Linked DNA regions of Capsicum annuum: region 1 is linked to region 2. The links are chromatin contacts, called in public Hi-C maps. All regions are on one chromosome and are shown on one strand. The core of a region is the stretch at or near the end of the contact, and the rest is flanking DNA. Distances in the headings are between cores, read along the strand shown. Region 1 has its middle 110 kb from the start of LOC124889200. Region 2 holds the start of LOC107848414 (DNA damage-repair/toleration protein DRT100).

Region 1 (7,407 bases), core at 855-3,354, 390 kb before region 2:
TACCTCCTCCCATTTATCCAGCTCTTGTAGTAACATCCTTTCTTGAGTGATCAGTTGTTGGTTGAACAAGTCGATATTCATTTCCTATTGGACATCTTGTAGTTGAGTTCTGAACTTGTTCAATTTCTGCTTAATAGTAGAGTATTCTTGATGCAATTGCTTTGATTTTTGGCCTAATATATGTAGCTTCCTCCAAATTGTATATATTACATGCCCTTGTATATGCGTACCCCATACATCTTGCACCATACTTTTGAACTTCTCTTGCTACAATATTACATTTTGTAATATAAATGGCTTTATTAAATCTGAATGTTGGGCTTTAGTAGTCAGCAATACTGGTAAGTGATCAGAATATCCCGGTTAAAAATATTCTACCTCTATGTAAGTGTAGCACTGGAACCAGTGTCTGTTTCCAAACACCCAGTCAATGTGTGAATAAATTCTGGCCGCTCCATCTCGTTTATTACACCAAGTCATATTTCTCCCCTTCACAAAATTTGGCCCATCTCTATCTCATAAGCAGTCTTGAAAATCTTTAGTTTGTTGGGTTATGACCTGCTCTCCATTGTGTCTGTCGGAGTGCATTAATACTGCATTGAAATCCCCTAGCATAATCCAAGGTTCATTATATTGCCTGGCTAAGGATTTCAGATGACTCCACAGACTCATTCTTTTAGCCATAGTATTATATCCATATATAAAAGTCATATTGCTATGAAAGGAAGTGTCTATATCTTCAACTTTGCAATGCATTAACTGTGCAGCGGTATCTATCACTGTAACCTTGACCTTATTTCCCTTCCACATTAGCCATATCCTACCACTCAATGTAGTAGGGTAATTTGTAAATATATATTCCAATCCTTGCCAAACACTTGCTTTATTTTATCAGCATTGTGAGCCTGTATTCTTGTTTCCAGCACACCTATTATAACTACCTTATACTTTTGCAGAAAGGCTTTTAGTTCTTTCCTCTTAAAGGGTTTATTCATCCCTCTAATGTTCCAGGCACTTATTATCATTAAAAGCACCTAAATCAGGTGCTTTAACTCTGCTTAGTGCTACAGTTTGCTCACCTGATATAGCTCTCTTTGTTACCTTATCTCCTTTTGGATTTGCTGACTCCCACTAGGCTATACAAAGCTCTTACCAGTGTTACCACCTTCCTTATTATTTTGCAGCGTAGTCACAGTTGTAGTGGTACTTCAAGGTAGCCACATAGGTATGAATCTTCTTCTTCTTGGAGCTTGATGTTTGTGTATCTCTAGTTCTTCTCTTGGTTCATTCCTTTCTTTCTTGCAGGCCCCTTGTTCATGGTCCCACTTCCCACAGTCAGTACATACTACCGGATGCCATTCATAGTCTACTTGTTGAATTTGGATCGAACCTTACTCTTCCAGATAGATTTCTGTGGGTAGATCTTGAGTTACATCCAATTCTATGAGGAGTCTTGCAAATGAGATACGCTCAACCTCTGTAGTCAGTTAATCACCAAATATTGGCTTCCCAATTGAGCTAGCAGTTCTACTTAAATCCTCCTCCGACCAATAATAGACTAGAAAACCTGGTAGTGTAACCCAAAGAGGAACAATTCGCAGCATCTCAGGCATAAATTGGAAGTTCTTCTCCAAATTCCTCAGAATCATCAGTCTATTATTATATGTATATGGGCCATTCTGCATAATTTGGGATTTATCTTCAGCTGTATCAAATATGAATATGAAATAACCCTCACCGTGATGATAAACCCTAGGTACTTCCACGTAGTTCCACACACTATACACAAATCTAAGCATCTCCTTAAAGCTTGGATTACCCCCCATTACATGTCCTATTAGAGCATTTTCAAACCCTAGGTACTTCCACATGGTTCCACACACTATACACAAATTTAAGAATCTCCTTAAAGCGTGGATTACCCCCCATTACATGTCCTATTAGAGCATTTTTCCATTTGTTACATTCAGCTTTCACCTCCGTTGAGCTAATTTGTACCACTTTTCGGCCATCTTTCATCATAGGGGGAATGTATGTGAGTTGTAAGCCACTTTGGATCTATCGATTACCTGCAATCGGAACTTTTTTTGCTGGCTGTGGCAGAGTTGCACCCCACAGGTGGTGTAACAAAGCTTAGCTTTCGCACCGCGTTTGAGCTTTCTGGTCCGTCTTCCGGTCGATCCTTTGAGATTTTGGCTTCGTCATCAAGCATTGGAATCACGGTGTCAATCTTTTCCTTCCCTGGTAACCAACTCCCCAATTTTAATTGGGCAAGAGTGTGGGGTAAACCAGAGTCAGGTGTTATCATTCGTTCTTGTTGTTCTTTCCCAGAAGTCTCAGAACTTTCCGGTTGCGCCGGTGGCTTTGCTGCTGTTTTTCGTCGTCTTGCCATCACATCTGGGCGCAAGTTAGCACGCATTACTTAACGTGCGCCGAGATCTTTTCTTTCTTAGGAATAGTTATTATTCAACTCCATTATTATTACTCTTTTTATTCTAATATATACAATATATTTTCTACTATATATTAAATGTGAACAATTACAATTTCAATATTTATTGATGTATGATCAATGAATATCATTAATATAGATAATAAATAAAATAATAAAATTTGTCATTCAATTTATATGAAATATAATCAACTAAAATGAAACGAATGAAAATGCTTTTTAAAACTCAATTCAAACACCCTATTAGTGTCGACTAATCTATGGATGTATATGTACAGTGTTTTTGATCCATGTTTGGTCGCATGTGTTTCTCCGAGAACACATCTACTTATGTTGCAATTCTGTCTTAACTATGTGAGGATTCTCTGGAAATCCTTTGGAAATATTTTATCCTCTTTTCTTTCAATTTGTCACTTGTCAACTAGAAAATCTTAGTGAAGAATCCCAGAGATTTGGGGATAAAACACTTTAGATAATACCTGCGAAACGGAAGCAAAGCTGATTTCAAAACTGAAAACTTGTTTTATGCAGGAAGCCATAATACTATTATATGATAGTGCATTATATGATAGTGCAACAGGAGGTAACTGACTATTGTCATAATACTATTATATGATAGTGCATTATATGATAGTGCAACAGGAGGTAACTGACTATTGTCATGTGTGATTTTAGCTGCCTACTTATGGCTGATAGCATTTTTATAATTTTATATTTTTATTTTAATTTAATTATTTTTCTTTATTTTAAATTTGTTATATATTTGAAAATCACATAAAAAGTATTACAAATTATAATAACTAATAGTTTAATTATTTGAAGCCATATAAAAAATTTGGTTGACTCAAAATTCTATTCGTGCAACATAAATTGAGATATATTATTTAAATATTTCATGAAAAATAATATAGATCATAATAGTTATCAAATTAAAATATCTGAAAGATGTATAAAATTTATTTGAATTTTGAAATTGTCACGACTCAAAAATTCAAGGGTCATAACCTACCTCGAATGTCAAAAATTAGTCCGCAAGCCTTCACTCTGAAGTTTTAATCCTCCCAAACAGACTCGAAATTAAATAAAACATGAAAAATATTGAATCTATGCATTAAAAGAAAGTCAACGATACTCATATTGCCTATTTTCAAGTCGAGGTTAAAATGGACCCCCAAAATGGATTTTTGAAAAAGAAGGAAAAATCATAATTTTATCTTTGAAACATATTTTCCATATTTGTAGGAGTCTATAATTGAAAACCCAATTTAAAAATGAGTTAAAATGAGGTTCAAATTGGAGAAAAATTAAGTTTAAGTTTTATCGGCAAATTCTCAAAAATCCTTCTTGAAATAAAAAATCTGAAGTTGTTTTGAAGATAAAACTGAGAGAAAGCAAATAACTATAAGATTAGAAACCTACTCAATTGATAAGGGGTTGAAAATGGGGTTTGAATTGAAGAAATACAAGTTTTAGGCCTTCTGAGCCAAAATCTCTAATTTTTTACTTTAATTCGCGTTAACATAAGAATTAGATGATAAAATTTAAGTAAAGTAGTTGAAATAGGTGTTCAGAAGCTTACCCAAGCTTAGAAATGAAAGAAATTTCTCAGAAGTGTGAAACCCTAAGCTCCAAATCTCAAAAATGAGGAAAAAAGAGAAACATGGGTATATATAGGGTCCAAGTCTCCGCGGACCCCTCGGATTCATCCGAAATAGCATGAACGCAAACGAAATAACCCTATCAAATTCGACACTCTGGACTCCATGATTATATAAGATTTTAAAAAATATATTATTTTCACAAAGTTGACCCCTAAAATCCAATTTCACAACTTTTCGAACCGGGGGGGTCGAAATGAGATTTAAAAGCCACAAAGCCACTTCAACCAAGTTACCAACCTAAAATTAACGTTCCAGATCTGCTGGCATAGTCCCTTTTGCCATAAAATTCACATATCAATAAATGTTCACCGAAGTTAACTATAAGGCTCTCAAAATCATCAAAAATTACAATTTCACATGAATCATGACAAAATACATCAAAAACCATTTCAATAATCACCACGCCCCAAAAATACCACAAAGCAACTATGAAGAGGGATAAAATGATCAAATCACATAGAAATAAATATTTCACAAAAATTATCAAAAAAATAAGGTTGTTACATCATCCACCACTAAAAATCTAGTTCGTCCTCGAACTAAAAGCAAGAGAAATACCTGAACCAACAAAGAGATAGGGGTAGGAACAACGCATATCAGACTTGACCTTCCAAGTAGCTCATCTACAAGTCAGTGCTTCTACTGAACCTTAACCATTGGAATAACTCTAGAATGCAATAGTCTAACATCTCTAGCTAGGATGGAGACACGCTCTTCAGGAAAAGACAATCTCTCATCTAACTAAACTGACTCCTAATGAATGACATGAGACTTATCCGAAATGTAACGACAAAGCATAAACACTTGATAAACTAGACAAACAATTGATAAATCAAGGGACAAGGACAACTCATAAGCCACATCACCAATAGTCAGAAGAATCTCAAATAGGCGAATATACCTGGCCTAAGATTTCCCCTCTGCTCGAGCCTCATCACTCCTTCTTGAGAGAAAATCAAAGAAAAACTCGATCACTAACCCCAAATCTCAAGGCACAAAGTCTACAGTCTGCATAACACTTGTGCCTACTCTGATTTGCTCGAAGCCTATCCTAAATAATCCAAACTCTATTTAGGACTCACGAAGCAAGTCTTTACCTCGAGGTCTAATCTCAGAAACCTCCAACCAACAAATAAGAGAGCGACAGTGCCTACCATACATAGCCTTAAAAGAAGCTATATTAATACAGAAATGATAGTTATTATTATATGTAAACTCTGCCAAGGCTAAATATTGCTCCCACAGACCACCAAAATCCATCACATAAGTGTGGAGCATATCTTCCTAAACCTGAATAGTCCACTTTGACTGACCATTAGTCTGGGGATAGAAATTCATACTAAAAGATTAACCTGAGTACCTAACTTGTCATAAAAATTCTTCTAAAAGTGAGATGTGAACACTAAACCTCTATCTGAGATGATAGACACTGTCATACCATGAAGATGACATTCTCACAAATATAGATACGGGCTGACCTATCAATATTGGAAAAAGCTAAATCGAAATAAAATGATCAGATTTGCTCAATCGATCCATTATGATCCATACACTATCAGAATCAGGAGAAGTACGAGGCAATCCAGTCATGAAGTACATAGTGATCCATTTCCATTTCTGTTTGGTAATAGGTAACCTCTGAAGCAAATTATCTGGCCTTAAATGCCCAGCCTTTACCTGTTGCCAATATAGGCAATGAGCTATAAAATCTGTTACATCCCTCCTCATACCACTCCATTGGTAATGCTACCTCAAATCACAATACATCTTTGTCACGCCTACATGAATGGAATACCTAAAACAATGAGCCTCCTTCAAAATCAATCTAATCCAATCACCTAATTTTTATAAATAAACACGACCTCCAATCCTTAAAACACTATCTGAATCAAGTGAGGCTTCCTTAGACTCACCACTCAACACTTTATCCCAAATCAACTTTAACCCACACTATCAAACTGATGAGTTTGACTCTTCTTCATCAAAGAAGACCTAGCCTCCACAAATTCTAAAACACGCCCAAGTATCAAAACATCAAGCCTAACTATTTGGTTAGCTAAGGACTAAACCTTTAAGTATAACGGTCTCTCTTGAGTCAAAACGGTGTGCCAAGATACCTATACTAGTCAATTTGCAACTCAAGGCATCTGCAACCACATTAGCCTTGCCCAAATAATAGAGAATAGTCAAGTCATAATCCTTAAGCAAATCAAGCCAACAACGCTGCCTCATATTAAGATCTCGATGGGTGAAGGACTACCGAAGGTTACAATGATTCAAGAAAATTTCACAATGTACCCTATACAAGTAGTGCCTCCACAACTTTAAAGCCAAAACAACCATGCTCAACTCAAAATCATGGGTAGGGTAATTATTTTTATGGGGATTCAACTGACGATAAACATATGCAATCACCTTAACCTTTCTTATTAGTACAACACCTAACCCGACACTTAAAGCATCACAAAAGACGATAAAACCCACACCCTTCTAGGCAAGGTCAATATAGGAGTTGATGTTAATAAATCCTTAAGCTTTTAGAAGCTCGCCTCACAAGCATCGAACCACTGAAAGGATATCTTCTTCTGAGTCAACTTGGTCAACGGATCTATAATAGATGAGAGATCCTTAACAAAATACCTATAATAACCTGCCAATCCAATAAAGCTCCAAATCTTGGTAGGTGAAGTAGGCCTTGCCTAATCATGAACCACTATAATCTTGGCTGGATCAACCATAACACCATCCTTAGTCATCACATGACCCAAAAAAAAAGACAGACTTCAACCAAAACTCACAGTTAGAAAGCATCGCATACAACCTCTCATCCCTCAATCTCTAAAGTCCAATTTGTAATAGAGTCGAAATACGATCAAAATACCTGGTTCATTAACTCCTTGAATGCAGCCGGGGCATTGGTCAACCCAAAGGACATGGCCTAGAACTCATAATGATTGTATTGATCCAAACTGTTGTTCTCGTAATATCCAAAGCTCTAATTCTCAACTAGTGATATTCGGATCTCAAATAAACCTTTAAAAACACCAAAGAACCCTAAAGTTGGTCGAACACATCATTAATACGAGAAAGAGAATACTTATTCTTAATCGTCACCTTGTTTAGCTGCCCATAATTAATACATATATGCATAGACCTATCTTTTTTTTTCACAAATAAAATAGGCGCACCTCAAGGTGATACACTAGGTCGGATAAATCCCTCATCCAATAACTTCTACAACTGATCCTTTAATTCCATCAACTCAGATAGGGTCATCTTAAAGAAGGAATAGAG
Region 2 (7,001 bases), core at 1,523-4,022:
CAGTCATGAATAAAATAATAGTCAACAATGTATTTAGCTGAGGCCAAAAAATCAATATATGCAAGAGACATATGCTATAATCATAAAGATAGTACTGACAATACTAATATTTAGAAAGTTTTTATAGAAGGCCGAAATGCATCATATATAAGATTAAATAATGTTTTCATTGAGGGGAGTAAAATAGGCGCACTATACTTTTTTTCTTAGCCTGAGTTTTTTCTTACTGGATTTTTTGACAAGATTTTTAATGGGTAGCAAATAATGCGTATTACAATATATGTGTGTTCTTTTAATAAGACATACAATATGAAATGTTGTATATATTTAGATATATTCATAATTCTCATTGTTATGCTAGTAAATATTCATGCCCCCATGATGTTAGGTGTATTTATGCATTCTGGTGTTACTATTCTAGCTTGTTTAGTCTTGTTTTGAGGATAACTTGTGTGCTTAATGTGTTAATTATGATAGAAAGAAGCATATAAGTGTTCAAGGACATGATTACAATGGTTAAAACTATTTTCCAACAAGTTGTACTTAATTGAGTCATTTAGAGTTCAATCGAGATAACTAGTTTTACTATCTTAAGCTAGGTGAGTGTCTAGTTAGTTTCATAGAATTCTAATGAGTTTAATGAGTTTCAAATGGTTTAAATATGTTATTATATTTGGAACAACTTGTTGGTGATGTGCAAAGTTCAATTTGATTAAGTGTAGAGGCGGAATAATAAGTTGAAAATCAACATGAACTAGCCTAGTCTTAGCTCTTGTTTTGATTCATTGTTATGGATATTATGTTGTTATTATCTCTAATCTGTGGTGTGTGATTATGTAGGAAGCTTTGTGAGATAAATATGGAGATATATTGATGATATAAAGGCTGAAAATCCATTGAAAATACACCACAAGATAAGGGATGAAAGATTAAACGATGAAGAGTCAACCAAAATTTGGATGGCAAATTCCAATGGCTGCCCGCGATAAGCATGCGTCGCCCCAGCCATTGAGGTGCAATATAGCAGGTACAGCCCCCTCTATAGCGGTGCTCTAAGGCAGGCTAAGCCTTATGTGGAGCGATGCAATATAGCAAGCGACGTCACCTCTATTCCTATGCTCTAGAACGAGCGACGCCTCCTTAATCCCATACAGCAATTGCCTTTTTACTATAAATACATGACCTTAAACACTTTTGTTGGGTATCTTTTGGACGTCTTGGACAATTAAAGGGCTTCTGCAACTTTGTTTTTAGGTTTTAATTACTTTAATTTAGCATCTTTATGTTTTTTATCATTCATACAATTATTTGGATAATGATTATGACTATGAGTGGCAAAGCACTCCTTTTCCGGGTTTAAAGCTAAGAACATGAAGACTGTTATTTTGAATTGATTTTATTTGATTTGCTTGTCATTATTGGTTGTTTGTTTATTCTTGATTTAACTATTTTGAGGATTGATCACCCTTAGAATACATCAATTGCCAACCTTGTGATCTCAGGAGAGGGAATAGAAAGATAGAACGTGGGGATAAACAAAGTAGGGTTCGTATTCTTTTATGAAATAATGAATTCGAATTAGCATCTAGGACAGAGATGTACCTAGAAGCCTTACTTGATTCACATGTAGGATGATAGCTTTAAGAACTTAATTGGATTATTACATCCCCGCTCAATTGTGTATTTGTAATGTCCAAGTTAGGTAAACGATTAGAGGTCGGGATACCGTGATCATGGCGACTAACCCAACGAATCAACAACCAAGATAAGCAAGTTAACGGATAAAGTTCAATAACATAGTATGATTGTTCGAAGTGAGTTAACCTTGGGTTTTTCTCCTATTGATTGTCTCAAGACCTTTATTTTATGCATTGTTTACTTTACCTTAGTTTACAAATATTCAAAACTCTCTTTTGGATACTATCGCATCAATTTAATCTAAATTGTGAACTGAATTCGAATAGTTGTTAGAACAAGTTTCAGTGGGATCGATATTCAGCTTTCTTTAAGGCCACTATATTACTTGGTAGACCACGTACACTTGCGTTTGTGCTTGGGCGCTGTCACTACATTATATCTCTCACACTCCATAATCTTTTCTACATTTTCAAGGATTAGTGTTATGTTTGAGGCTAGTTTACAATTAAACTTTTTTGATGAAAGATATGCTTAGCTCGTAGACACTTCGAGCACACTTCCAAAAAAGGAAAAAAACATCTTCAGATCACGTACACTTGCGTTTGTGCTTGGGCGTTGTCACTCCATTATATCTCTCACACTCCATAATCTTTTCTACATTTTCAAGGATTAGTGTTATGTTTGAGGCTAGTTTACAATTAAACTTTTTTGATGAAAGATATGCTTAGCTCGTACACTTCGAGCACACTTCCAAAAAAAGGAAAAAAACATCTTCTCTTATCTCTGTAATTATTCATATTTTCATTGTTTGATATATCGAACTAACACAAGTATTGATTTTAGTGGAAACTGTTCTTTTTCAAGCTCTAATATTTTTGTTCTTCAATTTTTTCATTTCCAGGAACTTGAATGATTACTGGCCACGTGGTGCAACACCTAGCCATTTCTCAACACCTTCACCTAATTAATAATTCCCATTTTATTTTTTATTTTATTTTGGCTCACGTCTCAATCTTTATCCCTACGCATGTTGACTTGTTAACGCAAAATGATACACCACACGTGAGGGGCAAAATCGTCAGAACAAAGGAACTCTTTACTGTATGTACTATATAAAGCCTGGTGTCACTCTTTTCAAAGTGCATGAAGTTAGAATCCACATGCAAAACTATCTTCAAAAAGAGAGTGACTGAATTTTAGAGAGAGAAACAAAAATCCGTCAGAATGGGCAGCTTCTTGTACATTGCTATACTTGTTGGCATAATCTCAGCCGTTCATGCCTGCCCGCCATCTGATCGGGCAGCATTATTAGCTTTCCGAGCTGCCCTGAATGAACCTCACTTGGGAATTTTCAATTCATGGCAAGGTTACGACTGTTGCCATGAATGGTACGGGGTGAGTTGTGATCCCATAACTCACAAGGTCGCTGACATCAACCTCCGAGGAGAATCAGAGGATCCGCTCTTTGAAAAAGCTCATCGGACCGGTTACATGACCGGAACGATCTCTCCAGCTATATGTAATCTAGAAAGGCTATCAAGCCTTACTATTGCTGATTGGCAGGGCATTACTGGACCTATACCATCATGTGTCACGTCCTTACCATTTCTACGTATCATCGACCTGGTTGGGAACAAGCTCACCGGACCAATCCCCTCTGACATAGGTCGATTGAGTCGACTCACCGTGTTAAACGTAGCCGAGAACAGACTTTCTGGTTGGTTCCCTCGTTCCTTAACCAATTTATCATCTTTAATGCATTTAGATCTCCGAAACAACAGCTTATACGGAACGTTACCAACAAATTTCGGGAAATTAAGGATGCTAAGTCGAGCTTTACTAAGTCGAAACAGGTTAACAGGTCGTATACCATACTCCATTTCTTATATCTATAGGCTTTCTGATTTGGATCTTTCTTTGAACAAGCTCTCTGGTAGCATACCTCCATCTCTCGGAAATATGCACGTACTTGCAACATTAAATCTTGATGGTAACAATATTTCTGGTACTATACCACCTAGTCTGATTAATTCTCGTATCAACATTTTGAACTTGAGCAAGAATGCTATTGAAGGGTACATTCCTGATTCATTTAATGAAAGATCCTACTTTATGGTAATGGATTTATCTCACAACAAGTTAAAAGGAAGGATTCCAAAATCAATGTCGTCGGCAACATTTATTGGTCACCTTGATGTTAGTCACAACCACCTATGTGGGCAGATTCCGGCAGGTTCTCCGTTCGACCATCTTGAAGCTTCATCTTTTACTTATAATGATTGCCTCTGTGGGAAGCCCCTTAAACCTTGTCATTAATTGTAACTGCTACGATTAGGGACACTTAATTTTCTCTTCTTATTTGTTTTTTGAGATATAATTTTAACACTATATATGGTGAGTATGCTTGTATTATGTGATACTCGAGTAAAGAGTGTTTAGCAGAGATGTAATTTTAAATGTATAATTGTGCCTTGGGATTTATAAAAGCTTTCTTTTATATATAGATATATATATAATCACTCAAGAGTAAAGAGTGATTGTACAATTGTGCCTTGGGATATATAAAGGCTTTCTTTTATATATATATATATATATATATATATTATTTTTATTTTTTTGTTCGGAGTAACTACTTTTATGATGAAAATTTAATAAACGGAACTTTAGCCAAAAATGCTAGTGTTTTTTGTTTTGTTTTATGGTCACCTAGCTACAAAATAACTACTCGTAATTGATTATAGCAAGTACAATTAGTTACTGGAAAAATGGACAGACATTGGGTGTGTTTGGTACGAAGAAAAATACTTTTCACGAAAATTTTTTATGTTTGATTGGTAAATAAAAAATATTTTTTTAAAATTATTTTTTAATGTTTAGTTGATGGATGAACAAGTACTTTTCAAAAACTATATTTAGTGTTTAGCTTAAGAGTGAAAAATACTTTTAAAAAAAATAATTTTTGATCTCGAAAAATATTTTTTTAGGATGTGTTCAGTATGAAGGAGAAAAATATTTTTTTAAGAAAATAAGTTGTTTCTTATTTATATTCTTGTGTTCGTTATGCAGGTAAAAAAGTATTTTCTAAATGTGTTTGTATATATATAACAAAAAACATGAGAACGAATAGAGTAAGAAGAGTAGGATAAGAAAAAAAAAATTTAAAATTTTTTTTGGACGGAAGGGGGCTGGTAAGTGGGAGGTTGTCAGAATAGGCAGTAGGGGTAGGATAAGAAAATAATTTTGATTTTTTTAAAAAAAATAAAAATATATTTATTTTTTTTTAGGAAAAAGGGACAACTAGTAGGAGGTGAGGGTCAAAGTAGGGAAATGATGGTGGGGTAAGAAAAAATTGATTTATGTTAAAAAAATAAGTTTTAATTTTTTTTTATCATGGTGGTGGCGGTGGGCTGGTAAGGGTGGAGGGGTCGGGTAGAGGTGGGGTATGAAAAAAGTTTAATTTTTTTAAAAAAAAATTAAATATTTTTTTTGGAGGTGGGGTGATAGGGGGTGGTGATCGGGGTAGCGGATAAGGTAAGAAAAAATTTTGAAATATCTTTTAAGAACATTAAATATTTTTCTTGAATTAAAGGGTGGTGGGGAATTGGGGGTCGGAGTAAAGGTGAGTGATTTTGAGAGTTGTATGAACATTTCAATTTGAGAGTAACGTTGAAAGAGGATTTTGAAAAATATTTAACTTACTTTTGAAGGAAAGTCATTTTTTTAAAATTTAAAGAAAATAAGTTAATTTGAAAAACATTTTTCGGAACATTAAACCAGCCAAACATGAGAAAACTAAAAAACATTTTTCAAAAACTATTTTCCTCCATACCAAACACACTTTATATTGTATAACAAGTTAAATTACACTATTAGTGTATATAATTAATTTCTTTTATGTTTATATCTTCGTAAAAGATATGTCATTAAAGGAGCGAAAGAAAGTGCAATTTAATTTATTTTTGTAACTAGAGTCGTCAATATAGCTAGGCTCATTGGATCGGCTCAGCCCGTAAATTGTCAGGATTGGGCTACGATTTTTACAGTCCGTTTAAGAACGGAGCTTTTTAGTCCGGTCAGTATAAGCCCGTGAGGCTTGAGCAATATGGGTTGGGTTGGCTCGTGAGCCAAATAAAAAATGATTAAAAAATAGAATAGAGTACTAAAAATAAAAAAAAAAGTTCAAACTCAAAGTCTATTTGAACCATCATCAATATTTAAATATTAAATATGTTTATAAAATATATAAATAATTAAAATATAAAGTACTAATTTTTTTAAGAAATTAAATATGTTTGATGAAGATGATGTGGCTATGTTGAACACGCTACAAATGTCATGTGAGTTTTTTTTTTTAGGAGTTTATTTTCACTTTTAATGGACTAAATATTAACATTTCTTTGTGTTTTATTGTGATCAATTAAAACCAAATTAGGTTAATATTGCTATTTAGCTAGTTATCTTATTACTCATTAACAGTTTCGTTTGTTTTTCAACATCTCTATTTTGGGTTTAATTTTGTGTCAAAAGTTATTAATTTCACAGAATACTAGTTTTTCTTTTTTTGTAAATTTGAGACATGATTAACAAGTAGTAACTTCATGTAACATTATGTTGTAAATATTTATGTTTTTAACAAATTAAAATTTAAAATTAAAATTATAAAAGTCATATATTTTAAAAAGTGGGCTGACCGGTGGAGGCCCACAGTCCACAATCTGATAGGTTGGACTTGCTATTTTCTAGCCCGTCATGTTAATGGGTCATCCCAACCTGACCCGTCAAATTTCAAAGCCCATGTGGATTAGCCTGAATGGGCTAGTTCAGCCCATATTAACAGCTCTATTTGTAACATTTAAATTGTGAAAACACAAAATGTATTAAAAAAATTTACTATGTATGATTTAAGGATCAGAACCACTTGGATTCTCGTTGTCCTGGAAAACCTCTAAAATGTAGGTTAATTGATTAGTGGAATTTTCAACTAATGAAAGACTGGTAAAACGTATTAGGTTCAAAATCGAGAGGACGTCATGCAGAAATTATTAGTTGCAAATTATTGTGGTGATAATTCAGACGACAAAGCCAAATATACTAAAAAACATATTATTGATAGGATTTGGTCAAACGACTAATATATTGAAAACTATTATAAAAAAACATTAAAAAAATTATTTGAAAAAAATATTCTCCTAAACAAGACTAATAACGACTACATTGTGTGTGTTATTGTGTTATGGTATGAGAACGGAGGGTCTTCTATTTATAAAGTTTCAAAATCTTTCCTCCAAGAAATAGGTTTGCCAAATATAAAAATATTTTATATTTTTCTTTCAGGAAAGAAAAAATAATTATGGTATTACTTT

The links. Hi-C and Micro-C count contacts between places; a contact is called where the count stands out from the background.
Region 1: a Hi-C map of leaf shows a contact between it and region 2, with 2.4 times the contacts expected there. The contact joins the enhancer-like site here to the promoter of LOC107848414 in region 2. A contact is called at or near these places in 2 of 5 Hi-C or Micro-C datasets (leaf and placenta).

Annotation. Positions count from the first base shown.
Region 1 is chr11:147,748,113-147,755,519 of UCD10Xv1.1, reverse strand. No RefSeq gene overlaps it. Among protein-coding and RNA genes, the nearest start is that of LOC124889200, 110 kb to the left of the region's middle. Within about 2 kb of position 2,104, at least 4 of the 5 cell types and tissues checked have an H3K27ac peak or open chromatin away from gene starts, as enhancers often do. A contact at or near this core is called in leaf, where this site is marked.
Region 2 is chr11:147,355,783-147,362,783 of UCD10Xv1.1, reverse strand. LOC107848414 (DNA damage-repair/toleration protein DRT100) reads left to right here and starts at 2,772. Exons shown (of 1, transcript XM_016693179.2): 1 at 2,772-4,139. The coding sequence starts at 2,863. The coding sequence ends at 3,954.